Regions from separate parts of the Sus scrofa genome. Here region 1 is linked to region 2. The links are chromatin contacts, called in public HiChIP or PLAC-seq maps. All regions are on one chromosome and are shown on one strand. The core of a region is the stretch at or near the end of the contact, and the rest is flanking DNA. Distances in the headings are between cores, read along the strand shown. Region 1 overlaps RAD9B (cell cycle checkpoint control protein RAD9B). Region 2 holds the start of TCTN1 (tectonic-1).

Region 1 (6,239 bases), core at 1,419-3,918, 72 kb before region 2:
GCTGCAAATATACATTTGAAACTCGGGAAGAAATTTAGGACAATGAAGTAAATTTGGCTCTCTTCACTGATGGAAAACAATTGAAAAAACATGACCTACTAAAAAAGGATTAACTTCTCAGAGTCTAATCATAAATGGTTTCTGGAACAGTGATTTCTTAAATTATTTAGCATCTGCTATTAGAAAAAAAAAGATGTTTTATATCCTCAAGAACCAAGATTCATCCGAAATATTTACTGCCTAGCAATTATTCTATCAATTCTCTGTATTTGCATTTGCACTGGCCCCACAGTGGCTGAAAATGAATCAGTGAGTTGTCCCTGAAGAACATGCTCTGATCCAAAGCACACATGCTAATGCATTCTGTCCTGCTCAAGGACAGGTTCCCAACAGAGAGGGACTTCCATCAGATGGATGCCCTGGCTATTTATTGAGTGAACAGAAGTCTGATTTATACATTATATTAATGACATATGTCAAGAGGACAGGATTGCTGGAGTTCCCGTCGTGGCTCCCGTCGTGAATCCAGCTAGGACCCATGAGGTTTCAGATTTGATCCCTGGCTTCGCTCAGTGGGTTAAGGATCTGGCGTTGAGGTGAGCTGTGGTGTAGGCCGGTGGCTACAGCTCCAATTAGACTCCTAGCCTGGGAACCTCCATGTGCCACGGTACGGCCCTAGAAAAGACAAAAAAAAAAAAAAAGGACAGGATTCCTACTTCAAGGTTTTGAGGTTTTGTAAAAAGGCATTCTGCAGATGTGCTAATGACTTTAAACTCTCAAAACAGTGAATTTAAAGGCATTGAGAAACATTTGAATAACATAATTTGAGTAACTGATCTAAGAAAACATTTGTACAGTTTATATCAGAGAATGTTTGGCCTACAGTAAGCATTCTCTTTACTTAATCTGTTTTTTGTTTTTGTTGTTGTTTGGCCACACCTGCAGCATGTGGAAGTTCCCAGGACTGGGATCAAATCTCTGTCACAGCAGCAACCTGGTGCTGCAGTGACAACACCAGATCCTTAACCTATTGTGCCACAGGGGGCCTCCCTACTTCCTATTTTCTTATTGTTTGTCTCCCCTCACTAGAATGTAAGCTCTGTGAGGTTGGAGATTTTTGTCTGATTTGTTCTTCGCTAGTCCACAGCTCCAAAAGTAGTCCCTGTATGGTAGGTTACAGAAAAATACTTATAAATTATTTGCAGGCCCTCCCTTTGAAAGCTGAAGTACTTCCCCAACTCTCAGCTGGACTTGGACTTGCTTTGATATCAATAGAATGCATTAGAAGTGATATTATGTGGGTTCCAAGCCTAGGCCTCCAGAGACCTGTCAGTAGTTCCTGTTGTAGCTCAGCAGGTTAAGAACCCGACTAGTATCCATGAGGATGAGGGTTCGATCCCTGGCCTCTTTCAGTAGGTTAAGGATCCAGTGTTGCTGCAGGCTGCAGCATAGGTACAGATGTGGCTCGGATCCAGTGTTGCTATGGCTGTGGCATAGGCTGGCAACTGTAGCTCCAGTTTGACCCCTATCCCAGGAACTTCCATATGCCCCAAGTATGTCCCTAAAAAGCAGGAAAAAAAAAGAAAAGTATGTCAGCTTCTACTCTTAAACTAAGAATGTTTCCATCGGCCTGAAAATAAGCACAGCAAAGTGTAGACTCCTGGAAGATTGCAGACCAGGTGGTGAAAGGCCCCAGCCATCCTGCTGTTCCGGTTGTCCCAACTTTGAGGCCCCAGATGTGAAAGTGAGGCCATTCAAAATGATCCAGCCACAGTTAAGCCAGCCTTCACCAGAGGAGCCACTCAATCGTGAGAAATAACAAATGTTTGTTATTTTGAACCACTAAATTTTTGATGTGGTTTGTTATCCAGCAAAAGCCAGCTGATCAGCCTTGTACACAGCAAGTGCTCAGTAAATATTTATGAAAATAATAAATGTTGCTGTTTTTATTAATTCAGTTAAAAATAAGTTGAGAAATATTTATAGTGAATCCTTTTGCTTCTCATGGTAACATTATTATGCTGTAGAAAGTTATAGCCTACCTGAATTTTATTTCATGGGCTTTATGTTCAAACTTAGATTCAGAGGAGTTCCCGTTGTGGCTCAGAGGGTTATGAACCCAACTAGTATCCATGAGATTGTGGGTTTGATCCCTGGCCTCGATCAGTGGGTTAAGGATCCAGCGTTGCCTTGAGCTGTGGTGTAGGTCACAGATGTGGCTCAGACCCAAGTTGCTGTGGCTGTGGCATAGGCCAGCAGCTGCAGTTCCAATTCCACCCCTAGCCTGGGAACTTCCATATGCCAGAGGTGTGGCCCTAAAAAGCAAAACAAAGCAAAATACAACTTAGATTCATAAAATTTAAAAAAGAGAGAGAGGATTTCCTTTGTAGCGCGCAGCAGGTTAAGGATTTAGCATTGTCATTGCAGCAGCTCAGGTCACTGCTGTGGCACAGGTTCAACATGCCACCAATATGGCTAAAAAAAAAGAGAAAAAACAAACTTAGATTCAAAATCTAGCCATACTTGTTAAAACAGCATAGCACAGCACTTAACAGAGCTCTAGAACTATAGCTTCATCTTTTGATATTAAGTACCTACTCCACAGGGATATTGTGAGGATCAGAGGTACTGCATGTGCAATGTGTGCTGCAGTTTCTACTGCAGGACATTGGGCCATAGCTGTTGTTGCTACACACTCCTCTCTTCCTCCTCTCAGAGGAAAAGAACCCAATGATCAGGTTTTACTTTCAGAGGTTCCATCCAGAAATATCAGTCTTGGATGAAAAATACTGAAGGAGAATCATACATATATGATCTGCAGTGGGTATTTACTGTTTTACACGCAATATAAGAAATTCCCTGAAAAGAAGTGGGAGCTCTGCTACCTGATTGGTCAGAGGGTGTGACATGTTACATGGTGTCCACTAGGGAGCGATAAATACATTCATTAAGGAATAGTGCTTCTGGTAAGCTATGTGTACCTGCCAACTATTGAATATTACTTTAATTTTACTATTTTTATATGGCTGTGAAATTTAAAGCCTTTTAAACATCTGTTAATTTTGCACTTGAAATTATTAATGTATTTCCTTATTATTTTTAAGGTATTAAAAGAATTCATAATGTGTGTTTTCAAGAAAGTCAGCCTTTGCAAGTTATTTTTGAAAAGAACATGTGTACTAATATGCTAGTGATTCAACCAAGGTAATGAGCTCTCTTTTGCTTATTTTTATTCTTCTGAATATAGTCTGGTCACAGAGTAAAGAATTAATGCTCTAGAACTTTAAACTCAGTCATATGTATGTGTGTGTGTATTTCTAACATTAAATATATATATATAAGATACATGAATATATATATATAAGACATATGAATATATATATAAATATATATATATTTAACCTAACAATGGACTTACAGAAATCACCTTACAGGATCAAGAGGAAGCCTTAAGAAAGATAATAGTAAATAATGACTAATGGTAGAAATTATACTTTAGTGGTCAAGAAAGTTCTAGAAATACCCCATCAGTGGCTTTTTACATTAAGTCATTAAGAGAAAAATATATGAGCTAATAATATTTTGAATTAATATACTGCCTTCTCTCTGAGTCTTAACACACATAGCCCAAGGATATTTTAACATTTTTTATGTGAAGTGATTTTTATCCCTATTTCTGTTTTTTTTTTTCCTAGAGAAGGAGTGAAACATATTTGTCAGTGAAAGGTACTCGATTTTTCAGTTAAGCTGTAGCATTAAACATTTAACAGTAATTACTTTGTGAGCCAAAAGATCTTTTATCCTTATTGTTTTTTAAATTACGAGAAAGTATGTGTGTTCCTTGCAATATACGTAAAATTTGCGGAAGAGTGCAAAAATGAAAAATGAAAGTCTTTCTCATCTACTTGCTGTGTATATCCTACTTGACAGAGTAACACCTCATAACAAGTTGGTATATATCCTTCTGCATTTTCTGTTTATAGCCAGTCTCTCTATAACTTTCTCTCTCTCTGTAGCTATGGATATCTTTTTTTTTTCTTTCTCCCTCTCTCTCAAATTTATATCACATACTAGACACATACATACTTTTTAAAAAGAAAATGTCCTACTACTATTCTTGTCTGGCAATTTGCTTTTTTAGTTTCTGTGTCCATCTTATTCTTTTTAATGATTATATAATTTTTCATTGTGTGACTGAAATGTAATTTAGTTACCCATCACCCTATTAGTAGAAAAGTTGGTAGTTTCCAGCTTTTTGCCCTCACAAACAATGCTGTTAGTAGTGCATAGGATAGTGTATTAGTTCCTGTTTCTGTGGAGTAAATTGTCCCATAGCTTAAAGCTTTAGAAATAACCAGACATTTATTACTTCAAAATAATAAGTGTGGCTTAGCTGGGTGCTTTTAGCCCAAGGTTTCTCATGAGGTTGAAGTTAAGCCATCATCCAGGGCTGTGGTCTCATCTGAAGACTGAACTTGGGGAAATTCACTCTCAGGCTCACTGATCTGGCTGTTGGAAGGCCTCAGAAGGTCAGCTTCCAAGCTCTCTCCCATGGCTGCTTGTAGCCCTCATTTCCTTACCATGTAGGCCTCTCTGTAGGCTACCTCATTTGTCCTCACAACATAGCAACTGGTAATCTGGGCCAGGGGTTGGGGGTAGCGAGAGAGAGAGAGAGAGAGAGAGAGAGAGAGAGAGAGAGAGAGAGAGAGAGAGAGAGGGGGAAGGGGCAGTATCCTATTATGGAAGCCATAGTCTTTTTTAAAACTAATCTCAGAATTGACATTTCATCACTTTTTCTTTATTAAATGAGAATCTGTAAGTGCAGACCATACTCTAGGGGCAGGGGATTATATAAGGGTATGAATACCAGGCAGTGGGGATCATTAGGGGCCATTTTATAGGCTGCCTAACACGGAGTTCTAAAAATGAAATTGCTGGGTCAAAGGCTTATACAAATTTTAAATTTGCAGAGTTCCCGTTGTGGCGCAGTGGTTAATAAATCCGACTAGGAACCATGAGGTTGCAGGTTCGGTCCCTGCCCTTGCTCAGTGGGTTAAGGATCTGGCGTTGCCGTGAGCTGTGGTGTAGGTTGCAGACGCAGCTCGGATCTTGCGTTGCTATGGCTCTGGCGTAGGCCGGTGGCTCCAGCTCCGATTCGACCCCTAGCCTGGGAACCTCCATATGCCGCGGGAGCGGCCCAAGAAATAGCTAAAAAGACAAAAAAAAAAAAAAAAAATTTAAATTTGCGTGTGGACTCACTACCAAATTGCTATCTGAAAAGTTTGTACCAATTTACATTCCCACCAAAAGTGTAGGAGAATCCTTCCAGGTAAAGGATATGATTTGCCAAACTGATAGGCAGAAAATGGCATTATTGGTTATTCTTTATCGGGTTTATTTTATTACCAGAGAGTATAAGCATCTTTTTTTTTTTTTTTTTTTTTTTTTTTTTTTTGGTGTTTTTAGGGCTGCACCCAAGGCATTTGGAGGTTCTTAGGCTAGGGGTCGAATTGGAGCTGTAGCTGCTGGCCTACACCACCGCTCACAGCAATGTGAGATCCTTAACCCACTGAACGAAGCCAGGGATCGAACCCACGTCCTCATGGATACTAGTTAGGATCATTAACCACTGAGCCACGATGTAGACTCCAAGCATCTTTTCATATATTTATTAGCAATTTGTATTTTTATTCCTTTTTGAATTGCACATTCCTGTTGTCATTTTTTATCAGGTTATTTGGTAACTTATACAACACCTCTCTCTTAACACTGGAAAAGTTCCCAGATTAATTTGGTAGGTGTTCCTGACATTTTGGCACCAAGAAACATTGTTAATCTAACGTCTAGCATCAGGTTAACACCAACATTACATAAATTCTAAGAATCTCATTTAAGAATCTAACCATATCTCAATCTCAAAAATGGGCCAGAGCTTATAATGCTATAAAGAAAAGATAAATAACCTAACTAAAAAATAGGCAAAGGATTTAAATGGACGTTTTCCCAAAAAACATATACAAATGGCCAACAAGCCCATGAAAAGAAGATCAACATCATTATTAGTCTTTAGGGAAATGCAAATCAAGCAACTTTAAATCTGTGAATTTTATGGAATGTGAATTTTGTCTCAATAAATGTGTTTATTAAAAGGGAGCCCAGGGAGCTCCTGCTGTGATGCAACAGGATTGGCAGCGTCTTGGGAGCTGCTGGGATGTGGGTTTGTTCCCTGATCCGGCACA
Region 2 (6,439 bases), core at 886-3,385:
CCTTTTAGACTAAAAAAACATTGAACCTGTACACTTTAAAAGAGTGAATGTTATGGCAGGTGAATATCTCAATTTAAAAAAGTAGTTTAGAAGTTCTCCTGTGGTGCAGCGGGTTAAGGATCCAGCATTGTCATTGCAGCAGCTTGGATCGCTGCTGTGGCACCGGTTTAGTCCCTGGCCTGGGAACTTCCTCATGCCACAGGTGTGACCAAAAAACAAACAAACAAAAAAATAGTTTAGGACCTACTGTAGAGGGTCTTATATGCTAAGCTGAGGGTACTTAATGTTCAAGATACCAAGGGGTCACCAAATGCTTTTAATATGCCAGTAATAATAATAAACCTAATATAATAATAATAATGAAATAATAATAGTAATGAACAATACAATATATTGAGCACTTCCCATGTGTATTACCTGCATCATTTGCACTGGCCACCTATTTAAACATGCAAGCACCCAACAGTTCCATCTACATTTCTCTTCATGGCATGAAGGATTTATTTATTTTGTTTATTGACTAAAATGTAAGTTCCATAAGAGCAGGGGATTTTGTGTATTTTATTCACCACATTATCTCAAGTGTCTGGAACAGTGCCTAGCAAACAATAGGTGCTAAATAAATGCTTAAGACGTGAATGCTGTTGATTAGGAGACTCTTAGAGATCACATAGAACAAGCAACTTGTTTTATAGCTGAGAAAAGGGGAGCAAACAACATGTCTCTCCCAGGAGCCGGGCTAACTGGAGAAGTGTCCAGGAGACTCTTAGTACCTGCCCTGAAAAGCCCTTTTGAAGGCACTAGCCATAGGCTGTTCTTTCCATTTAATTTATCTTGCTTTGTATTGTTTGTGATGGTCATCTTTTCCCACCTAGAATCCATTTCCTCCATTCTCCGAGAATAGTATTTTGATTTTCCTTGGAGGAATAATGCATGCAGTTTGGTTTGTGCTGTTTGGGTGGAACTGGATGGCAGGAGGACACGTGACCCAGGTCTGACCAGTCAGAGCATTGCATTCTATTGGTCATAGTGATTGGTCCAGAAAGAAGACACGTGACCCAAACTAGACCAATGAAACTCCACTCTGGGATTTTGCTGAAAGCATTTGGATGAAATTCTCACCAGCATTTCTAAACTAGTAGAATACAAGCTTGGAGCTGCCAGTGGCCGTTTTTACCACTGCTTTGGGAAGAGCTAGCCTGAGAATGAAGGCAGTTCAGAGAACAGTAGAGCCCAGAGATGGTAAAAAAAACAGAGGTCTTTTGATATCAATTAAAACCCTGAGTCCAGCTTTGCCTGAAGGAATATTGGTCCCTGAAATCATATTCATTCCTTCTTTTGCCTAAGCCACTTTGAGTTTGGCTTGCAACAAAGTGAATCCTGACAGACATGTCATGTGATCCTGATACCATGGCTACAATTACTGAATGGAGAATAAATCACCAGACCAAAGGCAGCTGTTAGAAAGGAACTTATCCTCTGCTATTTTACATAGAGGAGAGGGAACTGCCACTCCTCAATAGAAAGACTACTGAAGGAAAACTTTTGATCTCTTTCTTTACTGTTTCCATGAGATAAGGAGTGGGTCTGATTGGTGGATTCAGAAGAAAATGCCAATGTTACTAAACTGAAGTCAGGTCTGTTTGCCAGGTGTTCAGCAAAGCCAATCTAATGACACCAGCTTGTGGTGAAGGAAAGTACAGCATTTTTTGAAGGGCACCAAGCGGGAACAGGCAGCTAGTGCTCAAAAGACTCAAGCTCCCTGATAGCTTTTAGGCAGGGTTTTCAAAGGCAACATTAGGGGTGAGTGTTGCAGGGTGCGTGACCAGCTCATGGACATTTTTCTGATTGGTTGGTGGTGAGGTAACAGGGTGATGCTTAGGAAATCTTTATCATCAACCTTCTGGTTCCAGCCAGCCTGGGGTCTACGTGCTTGTGGTTAGCATGTTGTCACCATCCTCCACCGAGTGGGGGAGGGGGGGGTCCTTAATTTCTGCAGAACAACTCAAAGATATGTTTCAGATTGTTATCTGTATCCCTTTGGGAGGAACTAGGAATCCTGTGACTCTATTATTCTAATTATTAACTGCTCGAGTATGCTCTTTAGAACTCTGGAGAAAGGCCAAGGAAGAAGTAGAGGACGCGGAAGGTCTAGTACCTGGGAAGGCCCCACAAGGATCTGCTCAGTTTCAGTCCCCCTTTTTCTTTAATATTCCTCAAAAGGGGATGGGGCCGGACAAGAAAGGGAATAAAGTTTTGGATGAGAGGTTAATCATAAACTTGGCAGGGGAACTCAGTTTTCAGGGGACTTGGTCTCAGTAAGCATGTTGCATCGGGTCTTTTCTCTTTTTCTTTCTTGCTGTGATTTGACCTTTGGTTACACATGTTTCCTGCTCCAACGTGGGGATCCTGTCCCTCTGGAGGAGGCCTGCAGTGACTCGCCGTGACAAGGTAAACCAGTATAATCCAGGTGGGGTTTGTGTACATAGCAAAGCCATGTTCTCAATCAGCCTTACCAATAAAACTGACACTTTGGAGCTCCAGCTGACTGATTCACGCATCTACGTCTCAGTGGGCTTAGAATTTAGGAGAGCCAAGAAGGGGGTAATGAACTATTACCTCATAACCCCCCAACATGTCAGCTTTCTTTTTAGAAAACTTCAGAGGCAGGCATGAGGGCTGACATTTGGGGGCTAAAATAACCCATGGAGATCAGGTTTCTGGTGCAGTCAGGGCTCTAGGCTGAAAGGTAATTGTGGGTCAAGTGGATTCTTGACCTGGGCAGTTTGTGACAGCTATAGTTGTTCAGCAAGATTGTAACTGGCAGGGGCCTGAGTACAAAAACCTCTGGGGCAGACCTTGACCTAACCCATGTGAGTACAGCTTTGACCTCAGCAAGTGGCTGGACAGGGATTACATTATTGGGAAAAAAGCCTTTCTGTCCCAGAGTCTTCCCTTAAAGAGGGCAGAGCTTAAAGTTACAAGTGTTTAGGCTTTGGTGAGGAGATTTTTGCTTTATGTGTTACGTCTTTCAGCAAAGCTTTAGACTGGATTTTAAACAGCAAAGGCAGCTAAATGCTACAGGGTCAACAGAGCTCTTGTCTGTGAGATTGTAGCCTTTTTATAGTACCAACACAGGGAGTAGTTGGATGCTGCAAATCTCTTCCTCGGTACTTCGTTCTGAGCTTCTTTCAAGGTCATGAGCAGGACCTGTGAAAGGGCTGATCTCTTGACTCCATTGGTTTGTCACATGCTGGTGAGGCTCACCCCACTACTGGGATCCTAAGTCTGCTCTGATTTGTTAATTGCATAAGCCTTGATCAATGGCTTTGGATTTGGGGAGTCCAGACTCTGAGTTTACCTACAGAATGGGGTTATGTTTTTACAATGAGGACAGATTAAAAGAACAGGACCCTTATATAGAAGATACAGTTCTTTGTGAGTTGAAGTAGAGAAAGCTAATGAAAATCCAAAAGCTAAGAAGGCAGTTAATGAAGCTTATGCCTGGAAGACTTTGTCTCTGGGAAATGGGTTTGCTCAGGGAATCAAGGAGGAACAAGGTTGTTTTCAAAAATATGATTCTGTCATGCATATTTGAAAGTTTCTGAGAGTGGATCTTAAAAGTCCCCATCACAAAAGAAAAAACTTTTTTTTTGGTAAGCATATGTGGTAATGGATGTTAACCAGACTTACTGTAGTAATCATTTTGCAGAATATACAAATATCAGATTATTTTGAAGCTAATGTTATATGTCAAATTTATTTATTTATGGGCATGTCTGTAGCATATGGAAGTTCCTAGGCTAGGGACTGAATCCAGGATCGAATGCCAGATCCTTAATCCTCTGTGCATTCTCTTCTGTGGGAAATTCTCTTCTGCCTCTTAATCTACCTAGCTGAGCCTTCAAAAACTCATTTCCTAAAGTTCCTGTCGTAGCACAGTGGAAACGAATCCGACTAGGAACCATGAGGTTGCAGGTTCGATCCCTGGCCTTGCTCAGTGGGTTAAGGATTTGGCGTTACTGTCAGCTGTGGTGTAGGTTGCAGATGTGGCTCGGATCCCACATTGCTGTGGCTCTGGTGTAGGCCAGCAGCTACAGCTCTGATTGGATCCCTAGCCTGGCAACCTCCATATGCTGCGGGTGTGGCCCTCAAAAGACAAAAGAAGAAAACAAAAAACAAACCGAAAGACCCCTCATTTCGCTTTCATATCTGTCTGATCTGTCTATTAAGATAACAGTTTTAGCTTTAAAAAGATCCCTGCCCTTCTGGGGAGAGTAATCAGTGTGAAGATGGGAGCAAGCTGGAAGGGAAGATACTTGAGGCCACAGAGGAAAAGCATCCCGCAGGGCACAGGGAACCTGGTGATACCAATTATATTAGCATAGAAAGAAAAATACAAGCTAACGAGCAGTTTAAGGAGTGCAAACATCCCCCCCATTTTCCTCCTAAGGTCAAGGATTTCATGCCCCAGAGGGGGCACCAGATGGGAGAAGACAGAAATCTGCTGTTCCCTCTGCCAGTCTCACTTCCAGACCTATGTATCTGTTTCTCTTTAGCGTGATTAAAAATACTGTAAATTTTTGACATAGGGAACAAGCTTTTGGTTGCCGAGGGGGAGGGGGTTGGGGAAGGGATGGAGTGGGAGGTTGGGGTTAGCAGATGTAAGTTATTATTCATGAAAGGAATAATCAACAAGACCTTACTGTACAGTACAGAGAACTATATCCAAGGTCCTATGATCAAACATAATGGAAAAGAATACTAAAAAAGAGCATATATATGTATATATATGATTCATTTTGCTGTATAGCAGAAATTAATACAACATTGTAAATCAACTATACTTCAATTTAAAAAATACTGTAAATTAAAGGAGTTCCCGTCGTGGCGCAGTGGTTAACGAATCCGACTAGGAACCATGAGGTTTTGGGTTCGGTCCCTGCCCTTGCTCAGTGGGTTAACGATCCGGCGTTGCCCTGAGCTGTGGTGTAGGTTGCAGACGCGGCTCGGATCCCGCGTTGCTGTGGCTCTGGCGTAGGCCGGTGGCTACAGCTCTGATTCAACCCCTAGCCAGGGAACCTCCATATGCCGAGGGAGCAGCCCAAGAAATAGCAACAACAACAACAACAAAAGACAAAAGACAAAAAAAAAAAAAAAAAAACACTGTAAATTAAAAAAAAAAATCCCTGCCTTCCTTCAGTTTAGTGAGCTGATCTTCCTTTATTTGTCTTTCATTTTTCCACCGGTTCTATTCTGGCAGTATGACAGAAGCTTTTTTTTTTTAAATTGGCATATTTGAAGGAGTTCTCTTGTGCACAGAGGGCTAAGGGTTCTGTTTTATTGCTATAATGGCTTGGGTCACTGCTGTGATATGGGTTGATTCCTGGCCTGGGAACTTCCACATGTCACAGGCACACTCAAATATATAAATAAACAGAATAAAATATAATTTTAAGAAAGCCTTAAAAAAAGAGGGAGAAGAAACTCATTTGTAGGTGGAAAATTGAGAGGAAATGCAAGTTATATTACAGATTCATGAGAAAAAATTACTATAAAAATGGTGGGAGGACATTGGTTTTCCCTCTGGAGGAAGAAAACAAATTGAATCCCTAACTCACACCACATACAAGAGTAAATTCCATGAGTTAAAAGTGAAAGCAAATTTTAAAAATTTTTGGAAGAAAATGTAGAAAATTGGGATAAGAAATGATGGCTTCAGAGTTCCTGTCGTGCCTCAGTGGTTAACGAATCCGACTAGGAACCATGAGGTTGCGGGTTCGGTCCCCTGTTAGGGAATTTTTGTTGGATTTATGTACATTAAAAATTAAAAATTGGAGTTCCCGTCGTGGCGCAGTGGTTAACGAATCCGACTAGGAACCATGAGGTTGCGGGTTCGGTCCCTGCCCTTGCTCAGTGGGTTAACGATCCGGTGTTGCCGTGAGCTGTGGTGTAGACTGCAGACGCGGCTCGGATCCCGCGTTGCTGTGGCTCTGGAGTAGGCCGGTGGCTACAGCTCCGATTCGCCCCCTAGCCTGGGAACCTCCATATGCCGCGGGAGCGGCCCAAGAAATAGCAACAACAACAACAACAAAAAGACAAAAGACAAAAAAAAAAAAAAAAAAATTAAAAATTGCTAGGGCACAGTCTTTAAGGCATTAGATGCTGTGACCTCCTTTGCCTGGCAAAGTAATAAAATTTTTCTCCTTTGCCAAAAGAAAAAAAAGTGAAGTTAAAAGTTCCTTAAAATGGAGTTCCTGCTGTGGCACCATGGGATCTGAGGGTGTTTTGGGAGCGCTGGGACACAGGTTCAATCCCTTGCCCAGCACAATGGGTTGCTCTAGCTGTGACTTAGGTGGCAACTACGGCTTGGATCTGATCCCTGGCCGGGGTACTCTATATATGCCTCTGGACACCCAAAAAAGGAAAAAAGAAAAAA

The links. HiChIP or PLAC-seq counts read pairs in DNA pulled down with a chosen protein or histone mark.
Region 1: a contact with region 2 is called in an H3K27ac HiChIP or PLAC-seq map of alveolar macrophages. The contact joins the enhancer-like site here to the promoter of TCTN1 in region 2. A contact is called at or near these places in 4 of 5 promoter capture datasets (fetal liver, fetal skeletal muscle, liver and 1 more), 33 of 47 Hi-C or Micro-C datasets (adipocytes, adipose tissue, alveolar macrophages and 18 more) and 2 of 2 datasets of contacts at active chromatin or transcription factors (alveolar macrophages and skeletal muscle).

What each region holds. Positions count from the first base shown.
Region 1 is chr14:31,878,898-31,885,136 of Sscrofa11.1, forward strand. It overlaps RAD9B (cell cycle checkpoint control protein RAD9B), which reads left to right. Exons shown (of 11, transcript XM_013982863.2): 5 at 3,105-3,204. Among named protein-coding and RNA genes, the nearest start is that of VPS29, 12 kb to the left of the region's middle. Within about 2 kb of position 2,669, at least 3 of the 83 cell types and tissues checked have an H3K27ac peak or open chromatin away from gene starts, as enhancers often do. A contact at or near this core is called in alveolar macrophages, where this site is marked.
Region 2 is chr14:31,951,861-31,958,299 of Sscrofa11.1, forward strand. TCTN1 (tectonic-1) reads left to right here and starts at 2,136. Exons shown (of 15, transcript XM_021074349.1): 1 at 2,136-2,451.